Linked DNA regions of Columba livia: region 1 is linked to region 2. A link is a contact called in public Hi-C data. All regions are on one chromosome and are shown on one strand. Each heading gives the region's core, a stretch centred on a gene start, on an enhancer-like site or on the middle of the called end of the contact. The rest is flanking DNA. Distances are from core to core; before and after follow the strand shown. Region 1 holds the start of UBP1 (upstream binding protein 1). Region 2 holds the start of CLASP2 (cytoplasmic linker associated protein 2).

Region 1 (4,250 bases), core at 796-3,295, 160 kb after region 2:
AGCGGTGTGAAGGGAAATTGGGCTTCCAAAAACAACATGCTGTACGCATTTGAAACCTTTGCTTAAATCTTGGGCTGGAGACAGAGGGATTTCATTCTATAGCTTGACAGTCAATGGAGCAAATGGGATAGAAGGATACACATTCTTTTTCTACAGTAACTGAAATCAAATTAATTTAACTATTAATAAAAATGCAGCAGTGATCACCAGGAATCACACAGAATCGACTGGGTTGGAAAAGACCTCAGAGATCATCGAGTCCAACCCTTGGTCCAACTCTAGTTGGTTTACTAGATCATGGCACTAAGTGCCATGTCCAATCTCAGTCTAAAAACCTCCAGGGACGGCGAGTCCACCACCTCCCTGGGCAGGCCATTCCAATGCCTGACCACTCTCTCTGTAAAGAATTTCTTTCTAATATCCAGCCTAAATTTCCCCTGGCAGAGTTTAAGCCCATGCCCCCTTGTCCTATTGCTAACTGCCTGGGAGAAGAGACCAATCCCCACCTGGCTATAACTTCCACTCAGGTAGTCCCTTCAGGACTCATGCAGTCATTTACATCTGCTAGGGGAGGGCTTATTAAAAGCATGCAGTTACATATAGATATTTAAGTGGAAAAACTAACCTTGAAAAGACTCCTCCAGCTCTCATCCTTGCTGGAACTAAAATCAATTTATGTACAGAAACAGGTCTGTGTTATGACAGCCATCCTGGAGGTACCTCAGTGCCTCTGGGAAGAGAATAATCTCTTAGAATCACTAAGTCAGCAGTCCCAATTTTTGGCTGCTTTTCTGGACAGTGCCACATAGGAGTTTTTCTTTCTCTTCCCACATTTACAGTTGCTCTTCTATTGTTGTTCTGGCCTTTGCTTTTTGTTTGTGTCATTTGATGTTGAATAAGAACGGTAAGTTAAAGGAGAACTGCCTCATGCTATGAAAAAAAAACAACGTTGTTCATTTTTACTGTTACCTATTACTATAATTCTGATGACAAATAATCCCTTTCTGTTTTCCAGAACCCTTCTCTTCAACATTCTGATTTTCATGGCCCTGAGTGTGGTCACACTATCACAATACCTTTTAAAAGTATATTGTTATAGAATGCACTGCAAGGAACAGGCAACGTGTGCTTGTGGGTGGTATTAAAAACAAAACAAGCAATAACAACACACACAAAAACCCCACCACCACCACCACCACCACCAAAAAGAACTGCTACTATTTGTCAGCAGTCCTTTCTTTTTCAAGCAGAATGGGTGCCCTCTGCAGGTAACTCTTTTCAGATGAAGTTTTTGGCTCTGTGCCCCCTTTTCTTTGAGTGTCAAGGCCTCAGCAGGATCAACCAGTACTATTTTGTGTGCTTTTAAGCAGATATTGCAATCCTGGCTTCAAACCCAGGCAAGCAAATGGCACTGAGACATGAGTGCACCAAGCAGCTGGTTTGCATCTGATTTGTCCCTAAAGTGTGTGTGTGAGGGGTGGTGTGAGTGGGTTTTGGAGTAAATATTTACCCTGCAGTTTGACAGCGTTTTCATTTTTTAACACTTTTTTTAATGGCAATAAGGTAACTATAAAGTTGCACTCTGCAGTAGCCTGTCACTTGAATTTGCATAGAATGAACAGCCGAAAGTAATGCAGTCTAAATGCTACTGAGAGGGCACCTTGCTTGCTTTAAATAAATCATTGTATATTACACCTTTATTCTTTTTCAGTCAGGCGTGCCTCTGCAGGTTATAGTGTTCAAGTACTCTGAGTGGAGTGTGTAAAGAGGGGGCTGTATGCCTCTCTGAGGCAGAGGTGCTAGGAAATGTCTCCTTCTCCTGGCCCTGTAACAAGCAGTTCTGCTCCATGATGCTCTGACAGTATGTAGGGAGGGGTGGAGATCAAGGGGGATGCTGGTGAGGTCTGAGCTGCACTTGATGCCACATCAGCTTGTAATAAAGCCTTGCAGCTGGGCAGTAACTAAACACAGAGGTGTATAAAGCCAATCACAACCTTAATCTGAACGTGTGTATTTGTTTTCTCTTTCCCATCACTGCAGTGACCATCTCTTAGCTGAGCACAACGCTTCATCTCATGCCAAAATGCTTTTCTGGCACAGCCAGCCTGAACATTATCACCATCACCAGTATCCCAGCACTAACAGCAGCTACCTGCGGTAAGAGAAGAACAGGGCGGGGGTGGGGGGGACGTTTCTAAATAATTATTATAATGCTAGAGCACACAAAAATACAGACTGCGGAGACTTTGCTAATCCATAAGTTCAAGCCTTCAAACAGATCTGGTGGTGACCACAGACCCTTTGAGAATTCTTTGCACCGTACAGTCACCATACTGGAGATTTACTTTACTATAGCTCCACAATTTTCACAAACCATGCCACCACACATCTGTGCTCTTAACAGCAATAGGAACATTTTACTGCTTAATATGTAATTCATAGGTGTCTTAAGTTTTTGTTTCTTTTTCAAATTACATTCACAGTCTGTTGATAAGACTCTGTTTATACAAAGTAATACAGACTTACAAATACCTTAATTTTTCACATCTACTTTGATTATCTGCTAGAGCTCAGCTGACCTGCAGGATCAGTACATGGGGCTGCTTGTCTTATCAGTCCAGGCATGCCGGCTAAATGCTTTGCATTGAAATTCTGATGCAATATATAGCTTATTGCATCAGTACATTCCTATAAGCTATGAACCTGCTTTACCTCTTCATGACTAAAATATTATTTGTGTACAGTATTCAAATTTTTCTTATAATTAAAAATGATTATGCTTTGGCAAGAGCTAAGCTCACAAATTCCAGATAATTTTGAGGTCAACTGAGTTTCAATTTATAATGTGGTTCACCCTCTGTATTAAACTTCAGCTTATTACTTTTTTGGCCAAATACAATGTATGTAAGCATAATAGTGTTCAATCATATACCTTGATATGGCTTTTCATATGTTCATAGTCTCCCATCTATTACTGTATCACATTACTTCTGCTCTTGTAGAATTTTTGAGTGGCATGTTTTTATTAGAAATGTGTAACGTTTAAGGTTTAAGAAAATAAAAGGAATTTGGGCTATATTTGGGTTCTGAAGTGTGAAATGAAGGAAACTGCAGAGAAATTTTATAAAATTGATCCATTTCAGTACAAAGGTTTGGGGTGATTTGAAATTTAGATTGGCTAACCCAAGTGTGTAGCAAACACAGCACCGTTTCTATTGACTCAAGCGGTCAACCTGAAATGAAGAACGGGCGCTGGAATTCCCTGATGCAATCCCATTCACAAGTGATGTGTACAGTTCCCAGTGCAAAACGAACAGAACAGCATGAGAAAGCAAGGACGGCAACTCACACCTCAGGTCCCCTCTTCTTCAGCCTCCATTCAGCCTAGAGGGGCTGTGTCCCCTCCGAGCTTTTCTCAGGCCCGTGCTCTCTCAGGTTCTTGTCTTTCTTCATTGCTTCCCAGTATTTGTTTCTGCTTTCCTGCCCTTATCTAAAAATCTGCCATTCGAGTCCCTCTGAAGTTACTCTTCCCACATAGTTTTGAACATCTGTCTTCAGGTATGGCCAGCAGCATGCATCTATCTGCGTTTTGGTGTTGAAATACAATGTAGCTGGGAAACTTCCATAAATTAAGGGATGTGTTTGGGAGCTAACAAGATTGGCCCTTGAGGCCCATTACCGTAAGCAAAAAGAATACAAACCAGTTCAGGCTCTAGGCTTTGGTCTGGTCATAATCATCAAGTTCCTTGGCTCTGTCTTCAGTGCTTCACCCTTAGTGAAACACCAGACTTCAGTCCCACGTCTGGACATGAGTAAGACTCAGAGAAACAGCCATCGACTTCAGGGGAGGACGCCTGCCAGCATTAGTGAACAGCAGATGGAAAAAGAAGTGTCCCAGGATCCCCTGTCCCACATCCCTGTAGAACTGTACTTAGAACACATTTATGCAGGTATTTTGTAAGATCAGGCTCCCATTGCATACTCTGTTACATCAAGCCTCCAAGTCCAGTTGCTGGGTCTGGTGACAGGGTTATGCAGAAATGGAATGGCAGGGACACAGGGAATGTCACCTGTGACAAGTTAGGCTTGTGGACTTGACCTGCTCAGAGGGTTAGAGAAGGAATTTGAGATCTCAAAATTCCACAAGGCAGGTAGAAAGTCCTGAATACTTTTCATATAGGCAAATCTTGGGAGAGAGCCAAGGAGGAAAGTCGTATATAATTCTGTGAAGCGTACAGAACCTTCTCTGT
Region 2 (4,086 bases), core at 1,279-3,778:
CTTCCTTTTTTCTTTCATTTTTTTAATTTCCTTTCCCCCTTCCTCTTTTTCATTTCCTTTCTCATTTTCTTTTGCCTTTTCCTTTTTTCCTTCCTTCCTTTTCCCTTTCCCTTTTTATTTCCTTTCCCCTTTTTCTTTTAATTTCCTTTCCCCTCCCTTTTTCCTTTCCTTTATTATTTCCTTTCCCCTTTCCTCTTTTTTGTTTTCATTTTTTTCATTTCCTTTCCTTTTCCTTTCCTCTTTCCTTCCCCTTTCATTTTCTTTTTAATTTCCTTTCCCATTCCTTTTTCCTTGCCTCTTCCCTTTCCATTCATGTGAAAACCACCACCACACCTTCAGAGGCCTGAGACCCCACATGGACACACTGTGAGGACAAAGGGGTAGGAAGGAGCAAAACAGGCCTTTCTAACATCAGGGGGATTTAGACCAGTTTAAACAGACCCCCAAAGCAACACCTCAAGTCACAGACCCTGCACTAAAGGGTCTGTTTTAAATTAAGTCAGCGCACATGTGGCTGAGTCCTGCTGCAGTTTGCACACCCGTACCCCGCTGGCTCCCCGGGGGTGTCTCCGCTTCAACCCAGGGCAGCGGGCAGGGCCGAACAGGCTGCAGGGCACCACTGGACAAAGCCGGGACACAGCACCTCCATTTCCCCGTGTGCACTTGCCGCAGCGGGGCTCTCTGCCGGTGTTTCCCGTCCGCAGAGCTCCGCTTTCCGCACCGTTCCTTCCCGTGCAACTCCCTCCTCTCTGCCCCGCGCCGCGGTGAGCAAAGCCGGCACCAGCCACCCCACGGCACCCGGCTGCCCATGCCCTGCGTGGGGCAGGAGGGCAGAGCACGGCGGGGCGCGGGAGCCGACCCGGGGTACCCCCCCAGAAGCGGCCTCTTCACCCACCGCCTAACGCCCCGGGCCGGGCTGGAGCACAGGGGAGACCCCCGCTTTGCAAAGGGGAACCTCACAGAATGTTGGGGATTGGAAGGGACCTCGAAAGATCATCCAGTCCAATCGCCCTGCCAGAGCAGGAACACCCAGATGAGGTTACACAGGAAGGTGTCCAGGCGGGTTTTGAATGTCTCCGGAGAAGGAGACTCCACAACCTCCCTGGGCAGCCTGTTCCAGTGCTCTGTCACCCTCACTGAGAAGTTTCTTCTCAAAATTAAGTAGAACCTCTTGTGTTCCAGTTTGAACCCATCACCCCTTGTCCTGCCATTGGTTGTCACCAAGAAGAGCCTGGCTCCATCCTCGTGACACTCACCCTTTATATATTTATAAACATTAATAATGTCACCCTTCAGTCTCCTCTTCTCCAAGCTAAAGAGACCCAGCTCCCTCAGCCTTTCCTCGTAAGGGAGATGTTTCACTCCCATAACCATCTTTGTTGCCCTGCGCTGGACTCTCTCCAGCAGTTCCCTGTAGCACCGCAGCCTCCTCGTAGCACCGCGGGGAGCCCGCGCTCCCGTGCTTCCGCGAGCGAGCCGGGAGGGGCAGGGCACCCCTGCACCCTTCGCACCGCTTCCCCTATTCCTCAACGCTTCCTCCTCCTCCTCCTCGCCCGCCGCCGCCTGCCCCGGCGCGCCGGCTGCCACAGGCCGCGCACGCCCTTCCCGTCCGCGGGCAGCGGTGCCGCCGCCAGCGGGCCACGCGGGGCGCATGCGCCTCCCGCCACCGGCGGGGCCCAGCGGCGTGCCCACGGGGGCGCGCGCCGCTCGCCCTTCCTCCCGCCGCAGCGCGGGGCGGGCCGCGCGCAGAGGCGAGAGGCCGGGGGAAGCGGGAAGGCGCGGCGGGGGGCGGGGCCTCCGGGCGCCACGCCCAGTCTAGCTGGCGCTGGCGGGGCGGCCCGCGGACGCAACTTCCACGGGACGGAGGCGGCGTCGCAGCCGGGCGGAGGAGGGCGCGGCGAAGCGTGACCGGCTCCGTGGGGGCTCGTCCGACCTGGTCCGCGGCGGGGCCGACGGGGGAAGGGGAGCTAGAGACGGAGCGGCGCTGAGACCCGCCGAGGCGAAGTTTGGAAGCTGCCCCGTGGGCGAACGGGAGGGGTCGGAGGCCGCGGCGTCGGAAGCATGAGAGGTCCGTCTCGGCCTCAGCGCTGCTGTGTCCGTGGGAGGACCGGCCAGTGCCCGCGGCGGTGAGAGGCGGCCCGGGGATCGCTTCTCGGTGCCTGCGGGCGGGAGGAGAGAGAGCCAGAGGCGGTTGCAGCTCCCGCGGGGACCCCCACAGCTGCCCGCCCTCCGCCGAGGTGCCTGCGAGCCTCCTCCGCCCCGCAGGACGAGCTTCAGCGCCTGTTCTCGCTCTTAATTTCCCGTCCCCCGGCGGTGGGAGAGGAGGGGCAGTGGCGAGGAGCCCTCCTGGGATCCCCCGCCGACGACGCGAAGGCGCCTGGAAAACCCCGAGCCCGAGGAGGCGGCTCCCGCCGACCCCTCCACCCTCCGGGCAGCCGCACAGCCTTGCGTGCGCCCCAGTCTTCCTGTCCGACTCCGGGCTTCACCTTGCGGGCAGGCTCGGGGAGGAGGCCGGAGGAAGCCGCCCGTGCCCCTGGCGGCGGGTGCGCGCATGGAGGCGCCGAGCGCGGAGCCGGGGCGGAGAGGGCGAGGAGAGGCTCCATGAGCGCCGCGGCCCTGCCGGGGATCGCCGCCTCGCCGGGCGTTTCCCTCCTGCCGCCGCCCGCCCTGCCCTGCCCGCGTTTCCGACCCTGAAGCCGCTTGGTTCTTCGTCGCCCTGAAAAAAAAACCCAAACTTTTGCGCAGTGGCCGAAGATGGAGGCTGCCGGGATGGATTATTTCTGCGAGCAGGTACAGCAGAAGGACGTGGGCCGCAGGATGCAGGTCGGCCAGGAGCTGCTGGAGTACCTGGGCGACCCGGCGAGGTCCTCCGATCTGGAGCAGGACCAGCAGCGCCTTGACAAAGTGATCGACGAATTGACAGGATGGGTCAACTCTAGTAATTTTAAGGTGAGGAGGCTGGTCGGCGGGGCTTGGTACGGGAAGACCATGATTCATCATGATAGGGAGGTCCAGACGTCCAGATTACTCTTTAATCAGATACGGGCAGAAATAAAACTACATCTATACCAGTTTTTATCCCTCCCCCACAAAGGGGAATTCAGAAATTTTGGGAGGCGTTCATTAACATTTTTTTGTTTCGATTTCTCTGTCCTAAAAGAAGCAGTAATGTTTGGGGTGTTTTCTGTTTTGGTGGGGTTTTTGGTTTGTTGTTGATATTTTTATTATTTTTTTAAATCGCTGGTTAAAATGTTGGGTTTTTTTTTTGCAGATTTTTTTTTTTTTTGCAGTTATGTTTCTTATTCTGAGACAAGATAGGTAGTGATTTTTTTTCCCTTTTTTTTTTTTCGCTACCACTCCCATTCCATCGTCTCTACACTTGGGTGTAACGTTTCCTGGGATTGCCATTATTTTCTGTAGGCCGTAAAGAGTGCTGTTTGCCCGCGTTTGTGTTGCGCGGTGTGCTTTTTATACGATTTAATGAACTGTTTGCTTCCTGGTATCCCTGTTGTGAGTTTAAAGTTGTTCATATCGTCTTTAGGTGACTTTCTTGTACGTGGGAAGTTATATAGTATCTTTACAGCAGCCCAATGATGACTCACGTTTTGGTTGGTTTGGTTGTGTGGGGGTTTTTTTTGCTGCGTTTTTAGGCTGAGCTACGAGAAAACTGATCACTCCGGCGCACGCCTGTTGTAGGATTTGTAATTTTTTCTGGCGGTGCTCAGCCGGTAACGCGGTTGGCAGCGCAATTTTACTACCGAGGGCAATAACCGTGTTCGCATTGGCGATTTCCCCCCGCCCCGTTCGGTGTGTGCGGGCGGGCGCTGCCGTCGCCGGGTGGCGATGTCGCTCCGCGGGTCCCTCTGCTCTGGTCCCTTCACCTCCCTCTCCTGCCCTGCGAGATGATTGACTTGCCCTTTGGGCCTTTGGACGTAGCGTTGTGAGGTTATTGTAATTTTTTCCTATTTGCTTAGGCTCAGGACGCAGGCCTGGGAGTAACTTGTAAGTGCCGTGTCTGTTCATGAATACTTATTTTTTTATTTTCTCCTCTGTTGACTTTACAGTGCTGCGTACTTGCCAGTGTTT

The links. Hi-C and Micro-C count contacts between places; a contact is called where the count stands out from the background.
Region 1: a contact with region 2 is called in a Hi-C map of crop, with 1.9 times the contacts expected there. The contact joins the promoter of UBP1 here to the promoter of CLASP2 in region 2. A contact is called at or near these places in 2 of 2 Hi-C or Micro-C datasets (crop and liver).

Annotation. Positions count from the first base shown.
Region 1 is chr2:52,867,378-52,871,627 of bColLiv1.pat.W.v2, forward strand. UBP1 (upstream binding protein 1) reads left to right here and starts at 2,046. Exons shown (of 15, transcript XM_065051976.1): 1 at 2,046-2,157. The coding sequence starts at 2,084.
Region 2 is chr2:52,704,445-52,708,530 of bColLiv1.pat.W.v2, forward strand. CLASP2 (cytoplasmic linker associated protein 2) reads left to right here and starts at 2,529. Exons shown (of 40, transcript XM_065051946.1): 1 at 2,529-2,949. The coding sequence starts at 2,755.